2 separate regions of the Danio rerio genome follow, and region 2 is linked to region 1. The links are chromatin contacts, called in public Hi-C maps. All regions are on one chromosome and are shown on one strand. Each heading gives the region's core, a stretch centred on a gene start, on an enhancer-like site or on the middle of the called end of the contact. The rest is flanking DNA. Distances are from core to core; before and after follow the strand shown.

Region 1 (7,023 bases), core at 3,543-6,042:
GTTGATAGGGGTTGGAACTAAAATTTGCAGAACACCAGCCCTCCAGTACTGAGTCTGGACATGCCTGCTCTAAACCATTCTCATGGGGGACCAAATCAAAAGTTACCATGGGTCAACTTTGGCCCGTGGGCTCTAGTTTGGCCATTTCTGTACATAATAAAATAAGCAAGAAATGGAAGAGTCTCATCATATCATCAGTAATAAACGGATAAAAACAGCTTGTGGTGGGGGAGCAGCTCAAGGCCAAACTCTGCTGTCAAGCACCAAGAAATGCTCAGTATGGACAATGCCTACTATAGTAATAGTATATAATTATTTAAACTTTTTATAATTTTTCAGATTTTTTCATAATTAAACGTGATATAATGAATTTTAGAAACAGTAAGAAAAACATTATCGTATTTTTCATGACTGTACCCCAACCCCAAAATGCCCCAAAATAAGACCACATAGTGAGCCTTTTACTTATTTTTCTTTTTGTTTACATGTACTAACACAGTTGTACATCCTCAAATATAAGTGGTTTGCAGGCCTTGCTAGTATTTGATTTGTTTGTCCGTTTTACGTTATGGCGAGATTTTATATTAATATATTAATGCTTTCTTAAAACAATTATTTTGTTGTTTAGTTTCTTTTATTTACAATTATTTATATTCACTATTTTTTTTTTTTTTACTTTAACAGTGTTTAAACATCTAGATGTGAAGACTGACCACAGCAAAACTTCTGCTGGTAAATTGCACTTCCGAAATACACATAGATTGTTTTTTATTTTTTTTATTTATTTTTTGCAAATACAAAAGATGAATTCAAAATCTGGACTTTTATGCTTCCGAGTTTGTGATTTCATGATTAGTGAAACGATGTTGACCTCTGCTGGTGATGTTAAGTAACTCAGCTTAAAATATCTAAACATGATGTGTTACTTTTCTCAAAGAACTAATGCTAATCAATCAACACTGACAGACCCAGAAAAGCTACAGTAAGGAAACGTGGGCAGCATATTAATGTATCCTATTATAAAATCTAAAGGTGGGCATATGATGTTTATCTGTCATTTGTTTAACATCCCTTTATTTGCTCTGACTACAGAAACAGTTCTTATGACAGCTAGCAAAGGTAGTCATTGAAATAAGTGGCTGTTTACATGAAGTTTTAGTCTGATAGTGTCATCTTACATTGCAGAATGGATTTGTATATTCAGATTTTGATGGTAGGTACTAATGAGCACTTTCTCTTTCCACCCACTACCTGCTGCCAGAATTCAGGACTGGAAATGGCCTTATAACTGAACTGAATTTATCATGCTATTAATATATTTAAATTATAAATTATATATTTAATTTATTAAATTATATATTTAACATGGTGAAACTACAATGAAGATGAAAAGTAGGTTAATTATAAACACTTGATTTTTCCAGAAATAGTCTAATAATTATCATTTCAGATGTAGAGGAAATTAACTGTGCTAGTAGAGCAGTGTTTTACAAATAACCCTGTTTGTTAATAGATGGTCATTAAAATTGGAGTATTGCAATGGTTTTATCACCCAAAAATTTCTTTTGTTTACAGCAGTCAGAAATTACATTCGTCTATTTTCTTCCTCCACAGTTCATTAACTAGCGTTTCTTAGCTAAAATGTTGTCATCAAGGATTTTCCAGAAATTTTCAATCGGGTATGGATCAGCACTCTAGGCTGGACATTTCATTATTTCAAACTTTAATTGACTGTTTTACCCATTTTGCTTTGTGATAGGGCTCCTTCTGCTGCTCTAAAATTGAACTGCTTCTCAATGCATGGGAGAGAAAGATTTTGAGAAGGATCTTTGGAACAGTCTGTGACCAAGGTGAATGGTGGATAAGGAGTAATGCAGAAGTGGCAAACCAGTATGGTGAGCCAAGCCTGGTCACAGAAATAAAGAGGAACAGGTTAAGATGGCTGGGCCATTCAGAAAGATTTCCTAAACAGAGAGCTGTTAAAAAAAGTGTACAAGCTAAAGCCAGAAGGAATATGTCCTGGCAGGCCATGGAAGAGGTAGTTAGACAACGTAGAAGAAAATCTACGTTTCCTAGGACTGCATGCTTGGAGAAATCGAGCATTGGATCCAAAGGGCTGGAGGGGAGTGGTTGAAGAGACCGAGGCTCTACAAGGGGCTAGCGCTGCTGGAGGAAGAAGAAGATTATGTAGCTTTATAGGAGGCCCAACTCCTCTTCATAAAAACATCCACAAACCCTGACACTCCAACTCAATCATTAATTGACTTCTTTACATACTCAAGGTTCAGTCTTTCCCAGTTTGATGACGAACATATTGTATTCCATTAGACCCAAATTAAACTTTTTTTCCATCACTAAAGTGTACTTTGGACCAGTTTCTCCACATTATCTTTTTTGTTAGGAGTGCTTATAAATCTGCTCATTTAACGCTGTAAAATAACTTCAAATAAGTAGTGACAAACAGATTTCAAAAAACTGTAGGTTTTGATCTTCAGAATACACCATAAACACAAAATATTATATCACAAACAGAGGAGGTGCCAAATGTGATGATTAGAAATCATTTATAAACAGAAACACACAGATGTACAACAGAGCAAATATCAAAGACAAAAACTAGTATGATTTCATCTCCATCCATCAGATATCCATCAGTCTGTGATGTTCTGGTTAGCTGGGCCAGGTCTTGGTGACCCTTAGGTGGTTCAGTTGGTCTGCGATGTATTTGTGTTCAGGAAACTTGGCTTGTCGCTCAGCTTTGATTTGCTGCCACATCCACTCTCGCCTCTGTGCTGCGTGGCCTCGCTCCTGTTCCAGCGTCATGAATGGCCGGCTGATCCAGTATTCATTCTCTGCTTCTTGTTCTAGCCGTTTGATCACATTCCGCTTTATCTGCCAGGTAACAGGTCGTGGTCGTCGATACTTCCCAATCCACTGCTTTCCTGGAATCCCCTTCCGCAACAGTGCTAGAGTCAAGAACATTCTCAAGCTAGTGAAGGGCTACGAGAGTAAAGCTGTGGAAAATACCACAAGCAGTTCAGATGACACAACAGACATTACAAAATTGCACATTTAATATATATATATATATATATATATATATATATATATATATATATATATATATATATATATATATATATATATGTATATATATATATATATATAATATGGTGATACAAAGGAAACAATAATTATTACAGGAATTTTGTGAACAATGTGTTTTATGTTATATCTATTGGCACACATTTTGCTGGAAATATATATAGATCATAAACAGCCATTCACTTAAATTTGGCACCCTTGATAAATATGAGCTGTGAATAATAAGTCTATGATAAAAAAGGTGTTTTTGTTTCAAGTGAGTGATAAGTCAAGTATAATTTAATTCCAATAAAAATATACATTTATAAATTTTGCTGTCTTTTTTTTTTTTAATCGGAGGACTGATGACTTAATTCTATCAGTCATGTTAATATTAGCACTTCAAATTTACTACAGGGCTGATGGCTGTTTTGGCTGATGTTATGAACTCAAAAATACCACTCTGCTCACATACTGTTTTTCCATTAAAATATAAAGAAGATATTGCATTTGAATGCAGAGCATAACTATAAAACTGCCCCAAAACAAAACAAAGATTAGTGCACTTATGATTAGAATACAAATAAAAAGTGTTTTTTTATTTTTATTTAAAAATGCCATCATGGGAGCCAATAGTCAGTTTTAGCAACTGAATCATAATATACGTTTATTAATATTAATTATGGTGTCTTTCTTTAAGGAACGATGGACTTATTAGAAATTTCATATTCTGTTTCCTTATGTACTGCTTGATGAACAATATTCATCAGAAATGTGGATTAGTTTTAACACCATTTTACTAATTCTAAAATTTAAATATCTAAATTGCCATTAAATACAAATGAGATGAAAATCAATGTATTGCATGATGTAAATACAATGGGTGGATGGATAGAGGTAAAGTTGGTTTTATATTCGGATATTCAGACATTCCCCTTAATAATATCTTTCATAAAAAGTATTCTTTGGAAATTCTAAATAGGTAAATCATATTAGCAGCAAATGACTATCAAAGTACAACATTGTTCACAGTCAAATAAACAGTGTTAATGTTGTTTTCAAATCATACTTCCATGCTAATTCCGATCGAATATTCAAAGTAACATAGTAAACAATATATAGACTGCTAAATGAACGAATGTGTGAATATAAAACCAACTTTACCTCTATGGTGGATGGGGGAGGATGAACCATCCCTTTAAAATGACATTCACAATGCACTTATGTCTATGTATATTCTTGGGAATGCCTACTCAGTCTTAAACAGTAGATTTTGTTATTCGTGCTGATGTCTTTAAACCCATAAACAATACACACGTGAACCTATCAAATGTAGACTTATTAACTTACTCGTGAACTGCTAAAAGATAATTCTGACCTTGACATTAAATGGCAAAGACATCAAATCAACAGCATATTAAACAGATTAACAAGCAAAGTTTAAAGATAGCATGATCTAACCTCCGTTTTAAATATCTAATAAGTCGCATTAGCATTGTAACACGTTTAAATGAATCCTAGAGTACATCATACACAACTATGCAGGTAAAAAGCGAGTAAGCGAGTAAAACTGTTCAGGCGATACACAACCAATGTATTCCTAAGAACATATATCTAGAGATGAGCATCACTAGTTTATATAATATTACTGAGAAGCACAATAAATTACTTACATAATTTCGTCTTCAAATCCACGGCCAGCATGCCGCAAGCAGACCGATTCTGTGAATGTCAGACTCAGGGGGCTGTTGGTTGTAGCGCCTCCTACAGCACCGGCGGTCACAGTACAGTGCGCTCTGCTGGCTGGTGAACTACAAAAACCTGGAAGGGACGCTTTATGAGAGGGAAAGAGCTGCGTTTAGGTAACTAATAAAAATCAACAAAATAAACGTGTATGAATTAAACTACTTCAATACAGTAAGGCTAATTACTTATATACACATATCCTAATTGTTTGCTGACAAATAGGCATCCCATAAGCAGAACAGTGAGTCTCAGATATGTTTTAGTTTTTTAGTTTTTTATTAAAATATTGAAGATATTTTTTTCGATATTTATCGATTACTTTGTTAGTTACTTTTTTAAAGAAATGAGTAGAAATAATAATAAATATTATTAATATCATTATTATATATTACTTTACGTAACATTCATGGTAAATGTGAATGCAGTTTGTTATTTGTTGAGGTTTAATAAAAGTTGTTAGACATTTTTAAATGATTGTAGCTGATTGCACATCAATGATTCACATCAATGATTCAGTTTTTACAGTTTTTATTTTAATAAAATATTTAATAATAGTATATATTCCTTTGTTTATTTATTCATTTTATACGTTTGCAATGTATTGTTATTTATTTACGCATGTATAAAATGTATTATTGTTAATTTTTAAGCAATATATCAAATTACTTCTTAATATTACCAATGTATTATTTTGTTTTAATCTGTATTCTGATTTTTGTTATTTTTTTTATTATTGCAAATCATACAATCATTGTATTTGCTTATTATTAAGTTAATTAATTTAATTACTTTTCAATTGATAATTTGCTATGCTGATGTTTATATATTTATTCATCTTAATAAAATCCTAGCTTGTTTATTTTTTCATTTAATTTGTTTAATTATTTAGTATTTATTTGTAGTTATTTTTGATTTTTTTTTTTTTTTTTTGCATTTATTCCCAAACATTTTCACAGCTTCGTCTCCTCCTGACACTAGATCATTTGCAGAACTCATTATTCAGAAATAATAACTACTGTATGCTATGATTGCCCAGTCAAAACAAATAATATAAAAAGAAGTAAATATAAAAAAGCAAATCAAAACCATGTTTTATAGTTAAAAAGATCACCTGACAGGAATCTATCCAATCAGCGTTCAGTTTCGTGGCCCGGAAGCGTATTCCCGTTCATGTTTTTGTCGTCCTCTCCAGGTCTTTGATGTTTCTGTGCTGCGGCTCTGGTCGTGTTTTGGTCAGGAGGTGGTGGAAAGATGACAGCCAGAAAGTCCGGGTCGCGATTAGAGACTGAAATAGAGCGCTGTAGATCTGAGGGACAATGGGACAAAATACCAGAGCTCGTGCGGCAGCTGTCGGCGAAACTCATCTCCAACGGTGAGAGTGATTTATCTTTATTTTCTCATGGCTAACGCGTTAGCTCGGACAGTCTGTCTCTCTCTCTCTCTGTGTGTGTCTCAGGCCTGATGGCAGATCAGTCTGATTCATTCATGGACATTTTTCTACATGTGTAATGTTTCACTCAATGAATACTTTAATCTTAGGTTGACGGGGCTGCGATATTGATGTCCTTTAAGTAGCATCCCGTTTATCTGCCCAGCACACTTCCTGATTGCTCATAGCTGTGTCCATTCATCTTCACAAGTGATAATCATTCACATTTTTGTCAACTCTATAAAGTTATACAGAGTTGCTGTTTGGTTTATTTTCTTGAGAGGATGTGTTGTGGTTTTATTAGTGTTTTCTGTGTTATCATTGCTGAAAACAGTGATTCAGATAGATAGTTAAATAATTGATTGTTGCATTTTCACACTTTTAAAAAAATCAACAACATTAACAAACAGATAAAGAAAAGGATAAAGAAAGAAGTGGAAATGGAGTAGATAAGGACCATACAAAATATTATCAGAGATCACTTAAAACTAGAAGCATTTGAAAATATATATTTATAAGCACAGGACCTACTGTATAGCATTGACACATGTTTGTGCAAATGAACATACACTACAATAACATAAACACTGTAAAATATATTAAAATGAATATCTGACTTGAGTATAATTAATATTTGATTATTATTATTATATAATTTTTTTTTACAAATGATCTAAGTTGTTAAGATATAAATATGTGAGGGATATGAACTTTCTAGTTGCCAAATTAACAGTTCTAATTTTCACTTAGTTTACGTTAATGTA
Region 2 (6,903 bases), core at 4,283-6,782, 210 kb after region 1:
TACAAAATAACAACCATGCTTGATCTTCACAAAAATAATGATTATGTGTTTATTGTGATCCGTAAATATATTTTATATAGTATTTATTTTTTTATTATTTTCTCAGAGTTTTTAATCTGGGCGGCATGGTGGCTCAGTGGTTAGCACTGTCGCCTCACAGCAAGAAGGTCGCTGGTTCGAATCCCGGCTTGGCCAGTTGGCATTTCTCTGTGGAGTTTGCATGTTCTCCCTGTAATCACATGGGTTTCCTCCGGGTGCTCCGGTTTCCCCCAGAGTCCATAGACATGCGCTATAGGTAAATTGAATGATCTAAATTGGCCATAATGAATGAGTGTGTATGGATGTTTCCCAGTACTGGGTTGCAGCTGGAAGGGTATCTGCTGTGTAAAACATATGCTGGATAAGTTGGCAGTTCATTCTGCTTTGGTGACCCCTAAAAAATAAAGGTACAAAAGAAAAGGAATGAATTTTTAACCACTTCATGGATAGAACAGTGTAGAGAATTGACAGGAAATCATGGGGAGCAGTGAGAGGGTAAGGATCAGCAAAGGACCTCGAGGTGGGAATCGAACTCAGGTCACCGTGAGCACCTTGGTGCTATATGTCGACGCACTTCACCTCTAGGATGTTATCACCTCTAAACGTTATTAGGGTTTTTACGAGTGCTGGAAATCCTGGAAAATGCTTGATTTTTAATATTGTGTTTTCAAGGTTAGAAAAGTGCTTCGATTTTATACAAAGTGCTTGAACCTGCTTGAATTTGAACTTGCAGGGCTCGAAATTGTGACTGTTTTGGTTGCATATGCGCACGATTTTATCTATGTGACCTCAAAATATATTTTGGAGCATATGTGCGAGTGCATAAATTGTTGTTGTGCGACCAGTTTTCATTCCAAAATGTTCACAGCATGCGTGTATTTATGGAGCCAATAATGAGCCAAAACAATCTGAATTGTTAAATTGAATTATTAACAATTGTTAGGTAATAATACTGATTATGTCCCATTAGAAAAGTTTTGAATGTGTGTTTTTTAACTTGATAATTGAACATCTGAAATTTAAGACAACTTAATTTTTTTAAGTCAGATTTTTATAGACTTCGTTTTAAATTTCATTTGTTCTGAATTCAAAGACTGCAGATATTGGGTATGGAAAAAAAACAGTTTCAAGTTTTTTTTTAAGAATTCAGATTAACACAATACAAATTCAGATTGTTTTGGCGCTATTAGCTTCATACGCATTTAGGAGACATTCACTCAGAAAGTATCTTTGCACCTGAAACGCCAATCCAATGACTGCTAAAAAGAAAAAATAGCAATGCACATGAAATATCATGAACGATTGGTCATGAAAGTTTGGTACAACACCCAAACAAAATCTGACTGTAAGCTCATTTCTTAAGATATCAACTTTAGGTAGAAAGAGGCCAAACTTAAAAACACACTTCATCGAATAACTGAACTTTTAAAAATTAATTTTTTAATCATTTTTAAGTTAACTATCCTAATAAATTTATGCACTAAAGTACTCAACAATTTAAGTTGAAATGTCATATTTTGTTTTTCAAAATAGCACAATGCATTTAAATGTGAAAAAGTACATACAACATATATAAACGTAATTAATCGTGGTCATTAGGTGCTGGAAAAGCACACAAATGCACCTTGAAAGTGCTTGAAAAGTGCTGGAATTTAGGGTGAAAAAGGTGTAAGGACCCTGTGTTATTTATTTTTTATATAAATGTGTGCAGTTTATTGTACTGTGCAGACCACCTGAAAAATGAGGGAATAAGCCGAAGGTGAGTGAGTGAGTGAGTGAGTGAGTGAGTTGTATAAATGTGTGTAGTATGAATGTAATCTGGATATTCAGTACTACATTCACCACCACAGTGTCATCCTGGTACTTTTGAATTAAAACATACTTCTGGTCATCTCGTTTTTCAGCTGGTATATAGTCGGGAAATGTGAATTTTAGATGCAGACTTTTGAGCTCTTTCAGCCAAAATACATCATTGTTCTGATTGGCCAACTGATGCAGTGTGACTGGATAAACACCTCAGCTGTGTGTAAAGAGTAATTGGATTGACCATACTTGTTATTTCTGACTTCCACCTTAAGCCAAAAGCTAAATATAAAACTACAAAAATACAAACAAACAAACACTCAGTTGTATAGGACTAGGGCGACACGGTGCAATCGCCTCACAGCAAAAAGATCACTTGTTCAAGTCCCGGCTGGGTCAGTTGGCATTTCTGTGTGGAGTTTGCATGTTCTCCCCGTGGTCATGTGGGTTTCCTCCGGGTGCTCCGCTTTCCCCCAAAGTCCAAAAACATGAGGTGAAGGTGAATTAAAAAATTTTTTTTGGCCATAGTGTACGTGTGTGAATGAGCGTGTATGGATGTTTCCTAATATGGAAGCGCATCTACTGGTGTAAAACATAAGTTGGCGGTTTATTCCACTGTGGCGACTCAAGATGAATTAAGGGACTAAGCCAAAGGAAAATGAATGTACAGGATTAGTTAAAGTGGGAGTTCTGTTGAATAGAAAAAAAGTTATTTTGAAGAATGTAGGAAACCTGTAAATATTGACATCAATAGTATTTGTTTATCCTTCTATGGATGTCAGTGGTTTTCAACATTATTCAATATATCTTCTTTTTGTGTAAAACAGAATTAAAAAGCATTTATAACACTGAAATGTGTGTGTTCATGTGGGGGGAACTGTCTCTTTAACAAAAAAAAACAAAAAAAATCTACGTATTTATATATATGTATATATGTATGTATGTATATATATATATATATATATATATATATATATATATATATATATATATATATATATATATATATATATATCATCTCATATACACTATCACCATGTTTTAGGTGAGCATGAGACTTTCATAAACTTAAAACAAAAGATTTAGAACATTTAAATTGTAATGTAAAACTGCAGTGATGAAATATAACTCTACTATAGTTTTTCTAATCTCTGTGTTTGCAGGGGACTTCTTTGAAGAGGAAATCCCTCCAGCAGATTTATACATTCTTGCCCGAATCATTCATGACTGGAAAGAGGAGAAAAATCTCAAGCTGCTGAGGAAGATTCACGCAGCATGTCATCCAGGTGAGAAATACCACATTCAATAAAGCAAGATTACCAGATCAACAGTAGTAATCAATGGCCCTCAAAGGACATCAAGCATCTGACTCGCCCTTTTGTCCTCCTTACCATCTCTAGGTGGAGGTGTCCTGATAGCAGAGGCTCTGCTGTTTGAGACCCGCAAAGGTCCAACTATGGTTCAGATCTTTTCTCTGAACATGCTGGTCCAGACCGAAGGGAAGGAACATCCACCGTCGTATTACACACACCTGCTCACAGATGCAGGATTCAGTGACGTGCAGGTCTGTCGGACCGGAAAATCATACGATGCTATTCTGGCACTCAAATGAACAAGAACCAAAGTGATTCTAGTACCCTTTCTGCCTTGTCTGCAGTCCTGTTTTGATCAGACACATCAGTAATCGTGTTCACGCACACGTCAGACGTTTGTTGTTTGTTTTGGGAATATGATAAAAGAGTATTTTCTCCATCACAATGTAAATACACTACTAATCCTTACATTTCCTCCTGAAGACTGAAGTCTTGGTAGAGATTAGGTGTAGTTATTTGTGAATCTTCCTCCCTGAGGCCTACAGAAGTGGTCTGAGAGGCGGTGGGACAGGAGCTGTTTTTCATTGGCCAGTGATGTGTCAAAAATAAGCTCCTCCCTCCATCCTGTCTGGTGTATCTTTGCACTGCCATCTTGATAAATGGTTGCGTGTTGACCCCTAGTGGTTGTTGGTTGTACTAACAATGTATAAAACATGAAAAAACATGCATAATGTGTAAATAAAATAGCAGCAGGAGATGTTTAACTAAACAAGGCATCCATATCATTCAGTTTCATCAATATGATGATTTTGTTTTGTCAAAAATTCCAGACAACTCCTAGTTAATTTACTCATCCTACTACAGGAGGTTGTTTTAATGGATTTTTTGAGGGATAGTTCACCCAGAATTATTATTTTTTTTGCTGTTAGTATATTAATATACAGAATATTAAATGAGATTTTGTAGCCGAAACTTCGGTCCTTGCTGATTAATAAAATGCTAATTAGTGGCTACTAGTACACTGAGAGTCCTGCTGACACGCTGCAGTCTTAGGAAGCATAACAATCAGTCGAGAAACTGAACATTGTTTACGTGAAGCTTGTGCTCCAGACTGTCATCAACACACTGTTTGCTTAACACTGTGGATTAATATTGTTGTAAAAAAGGCTCAATTTGGCGATGCGATGGCGCAGTGGGTGGCACGATCGCCTCACTGCAAGGTTGCTGGTCTGAACCTCGGCTGGATCAGTTGGCATTTCTGTGTGGAGTTCGCATGTTCTCCTCATTTTTGTGTGGCTTCCTCTGGGTGCTCCGGTTTCTGCCAAAAGTCCAAAGACTTGCGCTATAGGTGTATTGGGTAAGCTAAAATTGGCCATAGTGTATGTGTGTGAATGAGTGTGTATAGATGTCTCCCAGTGATGGGTTGCAGCTGGAAGGGCATCCGCTGCGTAAAACATATACTGGATAAGTTGGCAGTTCATTCCACTGTGGTGACCCCAGATTAATAAGGGTACTAAGCCGAAAATAAAATAAAAGAATGAATAAGGCTCAATTTCTTGCACAGACCATTTACTATTCTTCAGAAGACGTCCAGTGTCTCATAAAGAGGCACAGATATAAACTTTGTATTGTGTTTATGTTTTTTGGTCACTCTCAAACTACTGGTACCCTTTCATTTGCAATTAATTGAATACCAAAGACCTTAGTTTACGCTAAAAACCTTATTTATATTCTACTGAAGGAATAAAGTCCACACCTTGGGTGGCCAAAGGATGATTATATTAAAAGTTTTTTTTTTAAATCATTATTTTAGATCTTTTGTTTGTGTACAGTTTTTTTCTTGTAAACACATGCTCCACCCTTGATCATGTGGCAAACATTTATATTTTCCAACGGAAAAATCTAATAAAGGAAAATGAACAAAGCCTATTGCTGGGAAGTGATCCTATGGGATTTACAGTCTTTGCATTTTGTATCTTCTCCAAAGGTTCAGGATATTTGTGAAGCACCTCACCCTCTCATAAAGCAAACAAACAACTCAAAAGAATTATTTTGAAGCTTAAAATTATTTGATTGGATATTTAAGATTTATTATTACATATTTTATCCCACTTTGGATTAGTAGTGATGACATAACATGACACTTTCCTTTATTTAAACAGTTTTCCGCCAAGGATTTATCTTAAAATAAAAATAGTGGGTTTAAACTCTGTCATCATCATCGTCATCTCCAGTCAAAACAGATGTGGTTATTATGAAACAGCTGAAATGGAAGTCATGATAATCGTATGTGCGTGCGCGCGCGCACTAGCGCCCCCTGCAGGAAACAAGCAGCGGCGGCGCGCATACGTAACCTGCATGTGTTTGTGTGTGTGGGGTGGAGGAGAGGAGAGGCGACTACTCAAACTCTGAGCAAGCGCCACAGAAACGCCAGCGCAGGATCAGCCAGACCTGTTTATGTAGGTACACCAGATTTTCTCGCTGTGCTATAGTATGTGTGTTTTCCAGGCAGGGAGGTGCAAGTGTTTTCCAGGATTTCCGCGAGCTCTTCATGCAGATGGTCCGGTGCAAATGTAGCACGTCATTAAAATGGCGCCAAAAGATTAAGTTGAGCAGGAGCAGACGCTGCCCTAAATAAATGTTTTCATGCATGTGGCCTCTTTATTGATTTCTATGAGCCGCGGATGTGGTATTCGTGAATATTTGGTTGTTACTTTGAATCGCGTAGGTGCTGGTCGTGCGCGCGCATGTGTGTGTATGTGTGTCCAAGCGTCATATCGCAAGTTAGGCGCGCGCGCCCTGGCCTGACTGCTCGGCTTGTGCTATTTGGCCTTAAAGTTTTGCAATTGAACCTGAAATTGGCGTCAAATACACGTCGGTGTTTTCCACTTTTGATTTATGTACGGATTCTGCATATTTTCGGAGGACTATTAGACAGTTTTCCGCGTGCCACTGCCTGGGCTGGTCCGGATTCAGCACTGCCATGATGTTGTGAAAATAACGGTGAAAAATAGTAACTTTTCTTAGGGGCTTGCGTTAGAAGTTAAATTCTGTAAATTTATAGATTTGCGCAATAGAAATTACTTTTTTAAATCGAACGAATGTTCCAGCACAACTGGATTTTCTTTATGCAGCACGTCTGTGCTTAAATATACAAACGAGCAGCAGGAGCTGTGTATAAAAACGCTGCAAAATTCATTTTGATTCGTGAGGAAACGCGTATTAATAGTTTTGTTTTTAATTTGCTAACTGGCATTGAAATGGACAGCTATGTGACGTCAAGGGGCGTGGTCTGCCAGCAGCGTCACGTTCAGCGTTTGCGCTGCGTGAATCTGCTGTCGAGTGGTAGATGTCCTGCTGTAACGTTGTTTCGTTTTTTCCTCTACTTGTACCGTTGGATTTAGCTGGTACCTGTGATATTTTAACTGTTAAAATATTTTTTTAACTGTATGATCTTGGCTAACTTAATAAAAAAACAAGTTTAACATATCTAAACCTTTTTCGTATATCCCAATCGGCATGGGTTTGCTTTTCTCTATTGGTTCTCAGTTAACAGTTAGTCAAACTGATTTTAAGTGGTTCACCTGAAACTGTGTTTGCTAGTGAAATATTAGGTGTGTCGAGGTAAAAATAATTTTAAAAAAGCCTAAAGCTGCTCTGAGGTTTGTTTCTGAGTTGTTTGTCATTGTAGTATTTGTGTTTACGACACTCCGTACGTCCATATAACGTTACCTCCATATTATATATT

What was found. Hi-C and Micro-C count contacts between places; a contact is called where the count stands out from the background.
Region 2: a contact with region 1 is called in a Hi-C map of hematopoietic stem cells, with 4 times the contacts expected there. The contact joins the promoter of jade1 here to the promoter of mrpl57 in region 1. A contact is called at or near these places in 4 of 18 Hi-C or Micro-C datasets (caudal fin, embryo, hematopoietic stem cells and 1 more) and 1 of 4 datasets of contacts at active chromatin or transcription factors (embryo).

Annotation. Positions count from the first base shown.
Region 1 is chr17:28,079,007-28,086,029 of GRCz12tu, forward strand. It overlaps mrpl57 (mitochondrial ribosomal protein L57), which reads right to left and starts at 4,793. Exons shown (of 2, transcript NM_200775.1): 1 at 4,758-4,793; 2 at 2,548-3,014. The coding sequence starts at 2,982. The coding sequence ends at 2,671. ttc7b (tetratricopeptide repeat domain 7B) reads left to right here and starts at 6,036. Exons shown (of 20, transcript NM_001080603.1): 1 at 6,036-6,202. The coding sequence starts at 6,082.
Region 2 is chr17:28,292,661-28,299,563 of GRCz12tu, forward strand. jade1 (jade family PHD finger 1) reads left to right here and starts at 5,533. Exons shown (of 11, transcript NM_199805.1): 1 at 5,533-5,614. asmt2 (acetylserotonin O-methyltransferase 2) reads left to right here. Exons shown (of 9, transcript NM_001110477.1): 8 at 3,006-3,128; 9 at 3,243-3,924. The coding sequence ends at 3,454.